2 separate regions of the Bicyclus anynana genome follow, and region 1 is linked to region 2. Evidence: chromatin contacts called from public Hi-C data. All regions are on one chromosome and are shown on one strand. The core of a region is the stretch at or near the end of the contact, and the rest is flanking DNA. Distances in the headings are between cores, read along the strand shown. Region 1 has its middle 63 kb from the start of LOC112045429. Region 2 has its middle 11 kb from the start of LOC112045447.

What was found. Hi-C and Micro-C count contacts between places; a contact is called where the count stands out from the background.
Region 1: a Hi-C map of whole body shows a contact between it and region 2, with 2.4 times the contacts expected there. The contact joins two enhancer-like sites. A contact is called at or near these places in 2 of 2 Hi-C or Micro-C datasets (whole body and whole larva).

Annotation. Positions count from the first base shown.
Region 1 is chr13:2,486,912-2,491,701 of ilBicAnyn1.1, reverse strand. No RefSeq gene overlaps it. Among protein-coding and RNA genes, the nearest start is that of LOC112045429, 63 kb to the left of the region's middle. Within about 2 kb of position 2,336, at least 5 of the 8 cell types and tissues checked have open chromatin away from gene starts, as enhancers often do.
Region 2 is chr13:2,108,125-2,112,831 of ilBicAnyn1.1, reverse strand. No RefSeq gene overlaps it. Among protein-coding and RNA genes, the nearest start is that of LOC112045447, 11 kb to the left of the region's middle. Within about 2 kb of position 2,926, at least 6 of the 8 cell types and tissues checked have open chromatin away from gene starts, as enhancers often do.

The DNA of each region.
Region 1 (4,790 bases), core at 1,087-3,586, 380 kb before region 2:
ACTACTGGTCCGATTTGAAAAATTCTTTCAGTGTTAGATAGCCCATTTATCGAGGAAGGCTATAGACTATATATTATCCCCGTATCCCTACGGGAACGGGAAACACGCGGGTGAAACCGCGCGGCGTCAGCTAGTGAAAGATAATATTATTGACTTGATCGAGAGTGTAATTAATAGTTTCATGATATTCGGCAGCTTAAATTTTTTTAATTTGTAAGATATCAGTTTGGTATTTTTACGTAAAACAGCAAAAATGGTTTTATTGTATATTCTTAACTCACAATTCAGCAGTCACGTAAGGTTTATTTCGCCAAGTAGACTGAAACCGAGTTTACGTTGCACTCGTTTCGAACCCAACAATTAAGAATTAACATATCTGGAAATGCTTTAACGGAGGCGGAATGTAATAAGTCCCTTGACGCATCGTGATTAGCCTGTCATAGGTCTGGGGAACTGGCATTGTAATCAGGTTCACATAGACCAAGAGACGGTCACTTGGAATTAAATTATAATAAGCATTTTGTTTTTACAATAACAATATGTGGAACTTGACAAATATTGTCATCGAATACTTCTATATCTTCATCTTATCAGTCAATATCAAAAGCAAAGTCTGTCTACTCTCTGTCTGTACTACGGTTCTGCGTCCCAAACATCCAGCCATTAACATAATAGGTAATTAGTTTGTACTTAGATTATTATTATTGTATATTATTCCTATATTAACAAGTAATTATCGTAGAACATAAGATTATACGTAGTACACTTATTTTGCTTTTCTATTTTACATTAATTTAAAATTATCTTTGATTACAATAGTATTTTTGTAATATCCATAAATAATAATTATTTTGTTAACCCATAAATAATGTTTATTTTGTTGACGGCCTCCGTGGCGCAGTGGTATGCGCGGTGGATTAACAAAACGGAGGTCCTGGGTTCGATCCCCGGCTGGGCTGATTGAGATTGTCTTATCGGCTTCGGCCGTGGCTACTAGGCTACCACCCTACCGGCAAAGACGTACCGCCAAGCGATTTAGCATTCCGGTACGATGCCGTGTAGAAACCGAAAGGGGTGTGGATTTGCATGTTCCTCCTAACAAGTAAACCCGCTTCCATCTTAGACTGCATCATCACTTACCATCAGGTGAGATTGTCAAGGGTTAGTCAAGGGCTAACTTGTAAAGAATAAAAAAAATCTAGGTGGGTACTGAACATCATAGGAATAAGTAAAAATTATGAAAAGATCCAATTATTCGTACTGTCTCTTGGCCTAGCTACACGCCTCCACAAATCAGGCTGTATTTTAAGGGTATTGTGTTTCAATTTAATAAAAACTTTAGCGTCTTTCAAAGTCTAAAATCTGTCGTCAAACATTTTAAAAAAGGTTTGATCGTTTAATCTAAAAGTATGAGTAGGTACTTACCTTGATTTATAAAATGTGGAAAACTAAATACTAGTAAAACGAGATGAAGAGCCGATGGAGATTGGGGTCCCAAGTTTTTGGAAACTGGCGACTTGAAATCATGGGGTGTTTAGAAGTTCCTACAGGAGGTCTATCAGCAAACGTCCATCGGATGATGATGTAAATCCTATACTTTTATTAGTATGTATGTTGTGGTTATGAACAACAACGAGTAATCATGACTTCACGTCATCAGGAATATTGAAAAGATAGGCTTTTATGGTTAACGAGACCTAATGGTGCTCAAATTCTAGATGGCACTGAAGACAGAAGGGCATTCCAGACTTTAGTTGTGTGAATTAGAAACGTGAAAGCAAACTGTTTAGTAAGAGTTTCCATGATATTCTCAAAGTAAGGACACCATCGTTGGCAACTTGCTGTTTTGTGGTAGAAGTGGGAAGGAGGCAGAAGACAGTGGAGTTTCTGCACATACTCTAAATCTATACTAATATTATAAAGTTGAAGAGTTTGTTTGAATGCGCTAATCTCAGGAACTACTGGTCTGATTTGAAAAATTCTTTCAGTGTTAGATAGCCCATTTATAAGAAAGGCTATAGGCTATGTTTGTCCTCGTATTTCTAAAGGAACCGGAACCACGTGGGTGAAACCGCGCGGTGTCTACTAGTTCTTATATCTGGTATCAAACCGACAGACAAGAAGAATTGCGAATCGACAGTGTAATGCCGCAGTTATCCCAAAAACACAACCATGATGTGATAAGGTGCAACGTACAAGTAGAAATTATTTAAATATTATATTAGGTTGTCCAAAAAAGTTACAGTTACATTTAGGTAGACAGCAGAGTTCATTTCTTTTATTAAGGCTCGCTGCACCCACTCAGTAAAAGAAGCGGAGGCTTTTTAATACGAATGTGCTGAGGACAGTTGAGAGCTCATTTACATAACCACCTTATTTTAGTTCATCGCAGACTACCGTGAATGCTATGTGTGTTATTAACACATATATAAGAAGTTACCGTTAGCTTTTAGCGTTGTCTGTTCTGTGGTTACTAATACGGGATCGGGAGCACAGGTACCCAGAGAGAACCCTGCCTCTACACATAAAAAAAATGTAACCAGAAGTAAAAAAACCCTTTCATTTAAGATTCAATTTACTTTTATATACCTTTATATCACAGACTTAAATTACAAAATGACTGTGAAGGCACAGACAAAAGCATGAAGTTCTTTTATTCCAACTTGTCTATCAATTAAATAAGCAAAGATAATTCTTGATTTTTTTTTTTAGATATAAACTCCGAAAAATAGTTTAATAAACTAGAAAAAATTTGATGATCTTTACTGCATTTTCGTTTTGCATGATCGTGTACTGTATACTACTGTACGAGTATACTGTAGTTTTAATACTGAAAAATATTTACTCGTATATAATACGGTAGTATGCATTTATCTTGAAGATTCATTTGTAATGATATTCAAAGCTTTAATTTTGTAACAGATCGGACAAACAGCCAATCATCGAAGAAAAATATTAACAATCTTATAAGTACCTACCTACTTACTTATAGATATTCAAAAACCCTTTTAATCATTGGTAAGAACCTACATCTTTTGAGCACAGATATGAGGTATGGAAAATAAATATTATCACGATTACGGATAAAAACCTCTAACTTCATTCACTCGCAGTTTTGTATTACTACTTTGTTGTCATAGTCGACCGCTTGACTAGATATTCTGAAATATTGAAGCTCCAATACAGTTAGTATTATTAAAACCAATTTAAATCAAAAATATAGCCGAAATTCGATTGTAATACCTACCAAAAGTTAACTACTGACGTGTGAAAATTAATATGCGATATTTCCCATGATGCGATTATAATCACGAATATAAAATATAGCGATAGTTTTGCTGACATTTGGTACTCTTTAACGTTAGTTCTAGGCAAGTGAGACCGCGGGGCGCAGCTACTAATAATAAGGGAACTAAATTAATAGCCACTCTACTATTTCTCTCAAAGTAAATATCTACACTCATTTCGTTTCGGACATGGATAACTTTATGCATTCGATCGATTTTGTTTTATTTAGTCAACGTTTTTTATTCGATACGTTGATATCGATACGTGGAAAGTTAAGTTTATTTTATTTAACTTACGTCGATTGGTGTAAAACACAAGCAATTTATTACATCGGCGACAGATCGAGATTTTAACCTTGTGAGCTTTCTGCATAATTTATAGCTTCATTTTTAATACAGACCGACTCCGTACATACAAGTATGTACGTATTATAGGGTTTTAAATGTTATGCCAATCCGCATTGGATCAGCGTGGTGGACTATTGGCCTAACCCCTCTCATTTTGAGAGGAGACTCGAGCTCAGCAGCGACCCCAATATGGGTTGATAACGAAGAGGTAGATTTTATGCGCTCTTAATGCGAGCACAATTAACGAAAAACCTTTCAAATGGGTAAAGCTTTTTTTAAGATTTTGACAGAAAAATTATTCATGTTTGATATAATAAGATTATTTTTATTATTCAGTTAAAAGTTACCGTTACAAAAACGTGGCTTACAAAACCATGCATATGGAAGCCCAGTTGCTTGCCAACATCGTATATTAAGATCAATTTTCAGATAACCATGCTTCTTTAATATTTACTATCTCTTTTAGTTAGACATGCAACTAGGCTGAGCGTTCGGCCACGACAACGGGCGACAGAAACTGCGACAACACGGGCGGCTCTGCGATTTTTAAAACGAGATTTGGATATCGTCACGACCAGTAGGCATGTTATATCAGGTGATTAATGTATGTGTTTTTATTTTCGATTTAGGATACGATGCAAATTGTAATTCCACTGAAATCCCTAGTCTAGAGTGTCTTTGTTCTATATAATCCCTTTAGACAATGTCGTAATCATTCCAAATACAAGGCTTGATGACTTATTGCGACATAGAAGGCATTAATAGTGTTAAAGGAGAAATTGCTAATGTTATTTTTGATGTAGTTTCCCACTAGACCTGCGTTTGCTCAGAGACATTCTATTGTCAGTGGTTGTCCTTTTCGGCTGCAAAAGTGTATCAAATTGTGTGTGCATTTACGTACTGTAATATCTGCGAGCGACGTAAATAACTAGTTTCATGATTTGATGAGTGACGGGATTACATATTCTCTTAGGTATATTTTTCTTAGTCACTGAACGCTTCGTCGTTCATTTCTGCAATTTTTCATTAGAGCGTATTAGTCTCGTGGCCAACGAGTTGTAGTTATCAGACCAATTTATTGATATCGTGGTACGTTATCATGACTTATCTGGATATCAATTATAAAGATTTGTATTGAAGGCTTAGACTTAGGTG
Region 2 (4,707 bases), core at 1,677-4,176:
TAACTTTTAAATAAACGTCTTTTCTTTCTTGTTTCCCCAAGTTGTTGAATGATTACCCATATTATGTACTTGTACACACAAACACAAATTACTTTAATCAAAACAAGTGCGAGTAAGCAAGGGCAAATTATAAATTACTAGGGACTGCGGCTTTATTCACGTGAGATTCGTCTTTTATCCTCTATTACGTTTTAGGGGAAGAATTTCCAAGATTTTATTTCACATTTAATTTTTATTTATTTATAAATGAAAAATGAATGACTTTCATACAAACTTCCTATTCTAAAAATATATTTCCTCTATACGACAAATTAAATTATCCATCATCAGGTGATTTTCTAATCAAGGGTAAACTAGTCATATGATAAAAATACACAAGACCTTTTCGTCTATACCTAAATGATAAATACTTAGTGATAAGAGCCATTATTACAACACATTAACTTATATCAATGTTAAGAGCGTTTACACATTAGCCAATTTTCTATTATACAGTCGATGGAACAAGTAAATTACTCACAATATGAGTAAGTTTAAAACTAATCTTGCTTTGCGTTTCCCTCTTTCTATATCTGAGGCAATGGTATACACAACCATTCCACTTATGGCTAACTTGTCTGTAGTAATATTATACAAGAAAATTTTGTGAGGTTGAAATCTCTGGATCTACTAAACCGATTTTAAAAATTCTGTCACCAATAGAAAGCCACGTCACAGACTGTATTTTATACCATTATTCCCACGATAATGGGAAACACAAGGGTGAAAGGTAAAACGCAAGGCGTCTGGTAGTCATGAATAAAGTGACTTACCTATACTGTCTAGTCCTTTGGAATAGTAAACTGACACGACCATAAAGAATCAGACACAGCATCAACAGCTTTACGTACTCAGACACCGAGTTCCTAATTCTGCTATTGAGAATTGAGAATTAAGATAAACACATTACTGTCGGCCGAACGTTATAGCCCAGTGGAGATTTTCCTTAATAAATAAATAAATATAACCTCTGCCTCCAATGCCGGAGGGCGTAAGTTCGAATCCGGTCCGGGGCATGCACCTCCAACTTTTCAGTTGTGTGCATTTTAAGAAGTTAAATATCACGTGTCTCAAACGGTGAAGGAAAACATCGTGAAGAAACCTGCATTGGGCCTGTGTGGTGGACTATTGGCCTAAACCTTCTCATTCTGAGAGGAGACTCGAGATCAGCAATCAGCCGAATATGGGTTGATAATGATGACATGTGTTAGCTTCACTCAGAACAAAAATCACTATATACTGTCTAGAGATGACAGTTATTGGTGAATGATTGTGGAAGAGCTCTTAGCGTTAACCATCGACATTTGTCCAAACACGAAAATGCAGGTACATGGGCAAGTTGTAGATTAACTGATAAGCATAATATAGCTGGCTTCAATAGAATAACATGGCACGCCCGGTCCGAACTGGCAGAACAAATGAGTGATGAAAGATTGACAGCTCAGATATGGCTCGGACGTACAAAGTGATTTTGGTGTGACCAAAGGGTTCATTCACATATTTACACTCACTATTTTTATTCGGTACAGTATTAACAGTATTATTATTAGTAGTAGATTTTGCACAGTAAGTAAATGACAAAGACAATGAAAATGACAAAGATACTCGAAGATAATAATTAAAATTGGCTTTCATCTTCACACAAGACATAAAATTAATAATTTTACTTCATATCAGGGAGACAGAATCTAGACCGGGCGTCGCAGCAGAAAAAGCTGAAACCGGTAAGTGGCTCAGGTATGCCTCTCTGACTGAGAGTTACATATTTCTACCTTTTGCCGTGGAGACCCTTGGGCCATGGAGTTGCAGTGCCAAAAAATTTCACCGCGGCTAGTTGCCTCGACTGGTGACAGAAGGGCTGGCTCATTTTTTGCGCAAAGGATCAGCCTGGCTGTCCAACGCGGAAATGCAGCCAGTATTCTTCAGCAGAACTTGCCTTCGGTACCGGTGTTAGAGTCTCTATAAATAGTCAAACTTGACGATTCTAGTGCTTGTAAACTACAGGTAAGCCTAATACACCTAATTCCAGTTGAGGCAACCATCCGTAACGCACAGTTTTAAATCATTCACAAAACGCTAAAGAAATGTACTATACCAAAATAAAACAACCGAGGTGTTTTACAAAAAACCGTCTATAGACTTGAATTTGAATTTAGAATCCTAAGCCGGATCTAAGCACTTTTTTATATTTTTATGAAAAACCTCATCAATAGGAGTAGGCGAGTTAATCTCGAAAATAGATAGAAATACTGCTTTTTTAACTTCTGACTTAAAATACAAGGGTGCTATAAGTGTATGTTTGTTATTACTGTGTATATGTGGCATTGCTTCATAACGAATGGACCGATTATGGTGCGGATTTCATTTGTTCAAAAACGGAAGGTATCGACGAGGTGGCTTTCAGCTTATGTGTACGAGTATATGAGTATCCGATAAAAAATCCGAAGATATTGGCGTTTTTTTTAATTTCTAACTGACAATGAGTGTAAGGGAATTTAAAATTTTTTACTTGTATATTTCATAGGTTGAAAGTATTAGTATTTGAACACGAATCACTTTTATCCGTAAAACACCTCTTTGATATCAAAAAGTACTAAACGTAATGGTCTAAAAAGCGACCACAAGACCACTTTTAAATTTCAATTGAATAAATACCTATCGCTCAAGAAGCAGGTAAAGAAACATAATCACAATTCCACCGGCGAGAGCAATCCGAATCATAATAATTAAAACTCGAATCAAAATAGCCGTGGGCCACTCCATCTGTGTCAGTGACCGAAACTGAATGGCCCTAATTTTTTTCAGCGCTTCGATTTGTGGGTTCTTGCTTTGTGATACAAAATTAATGATTTTTGGTCAGTGCATCGCGTCAGGCCGTACAATGGGCGCAGTGACAAAGGTGCCCCGCTGTCGGCAATATCGGTAGGCTCTGCTACCTACGCTCCCCACAGAACCTTTGTCCTCATTTTGGACGCGTCATGACCCTAAGGAAATCCATGAGAAGATACTGATTGTCTACAACATCTATTATGGCGTACTAGTGATCCTGCTTCCTGAATAGCCGTCGGTTGGATTCCTACAATGATCTGTCTGAGGCATCGTAGCTTCGTAACGAATGTACCAATGATAGTTTTTATTGTTCGAAAGCTGAGCTATATTTAATTTTAAAAAAATTGCCGCGAGGTTATAAACCAATAGTGACCCTGCTCTCTGTATCCCGCCATGTTTGATTCCCTAGTAATGGAAACTAATGTAAAATGTTTGTGTGATGGTCATCTTTTCCAGTTTCTAGGTGTGGTTATACGTTAAATAACTATTTATATGTTGTGTATAAAGATATGGTTAAATTAGTTATTTCAGTTTTTGATACTTTTGATATTTTTGATACAACAACCTTAAGATAACAATGAGACAGAATTATAACTATAACAAAATCTTCTGTGAAAAAAAAACATATCAATCAAAATAATAATAATGTTGTATGTAATAATTTCGACCTTAAGAAGCTTTCGCTTAACTGCTGGAATAAGGGTCAAATAGTAGCATTATTATGCAATAGCAGTATTCTTGAGTCGGCGCGTATTGTAAAGAGGTTCCTCACTCTGTAGCCCTGACCACCGGTTTCTTGGGCACTCAAAGGTCTCACAGCGGGAGGTTTGAATTTTTTTTACAATATTTGAGGAGAAAAATATATTGTAGATACGATTAAATTAATTGCGATCTAAATTATTTAAGCTACCGCGCTTTGGGAAGGATACTAAATCGCCTGTTGAAACGTACTCGTATATATTTTAAATCTTTAATTAGCTCAAACTTGGAATTGTTCGCCGGAGCTTTTACTTAAGAATTCCCAAATCCGCTAGAGGTCATCACACCTAATTAACGATGACACAATTTAAGTGTACACTAAAAAGTTAAAATTCAAATCGGCACAACATTCCCTGAGAAAATGTTAATGAATTAGTTTATACCATCTACATAATTTATATGTCGCGTAGGTGGTTTATATACAGTTCATTCAGAATTCTATTGAACATCCATAAAATTTCCAAATGCCCCAATAAATATCTATCTACTTTCTGTACCACCCCAGATATTGTAAGCCGATGTATTAAGGGTGGTCTGTGTTGTGACCAGTGCGCTATTCAATACCAATACATTGTAAATACGCATCATTGTGGTCACCTTGTGTATGGTCCCAGTTATTTATGGGTGACCAATATAATTTCATTAGCGCCGAACTGTTTATAAATCTATGCGACTGTTAACTTGTATAGAACGTGTCATGTGAAAGGAGAGCTTATGGTCAGCCTGTGCAGTTGATAGTTTTGCTTTTTTTGTTTTCAGTTTTTCGTACTTTCTCTTTTAGTTAATATTACACGCACTTTTTATGTTTTACTTAATGCAGGTGTGTGAAATTTCCTACAGAGGCTAAGATGCTGCTAATAATTAATGATTATATTACATAACGAGCAGCTTTCCCTTATTGTTTCTGATTTGTACAAACAAATCTCTATAATAATATGGCAATATTCGACTTTAAAACATGTTTCATGTAGCTTCCGTATAATAAATAGTATAGATAAATGCCGCTTAATGGCATTAATTGGCGTCTAAAATATTCACGTCTTCTATATGTTGTAATATTTTAAAATTAATAAAAACTTC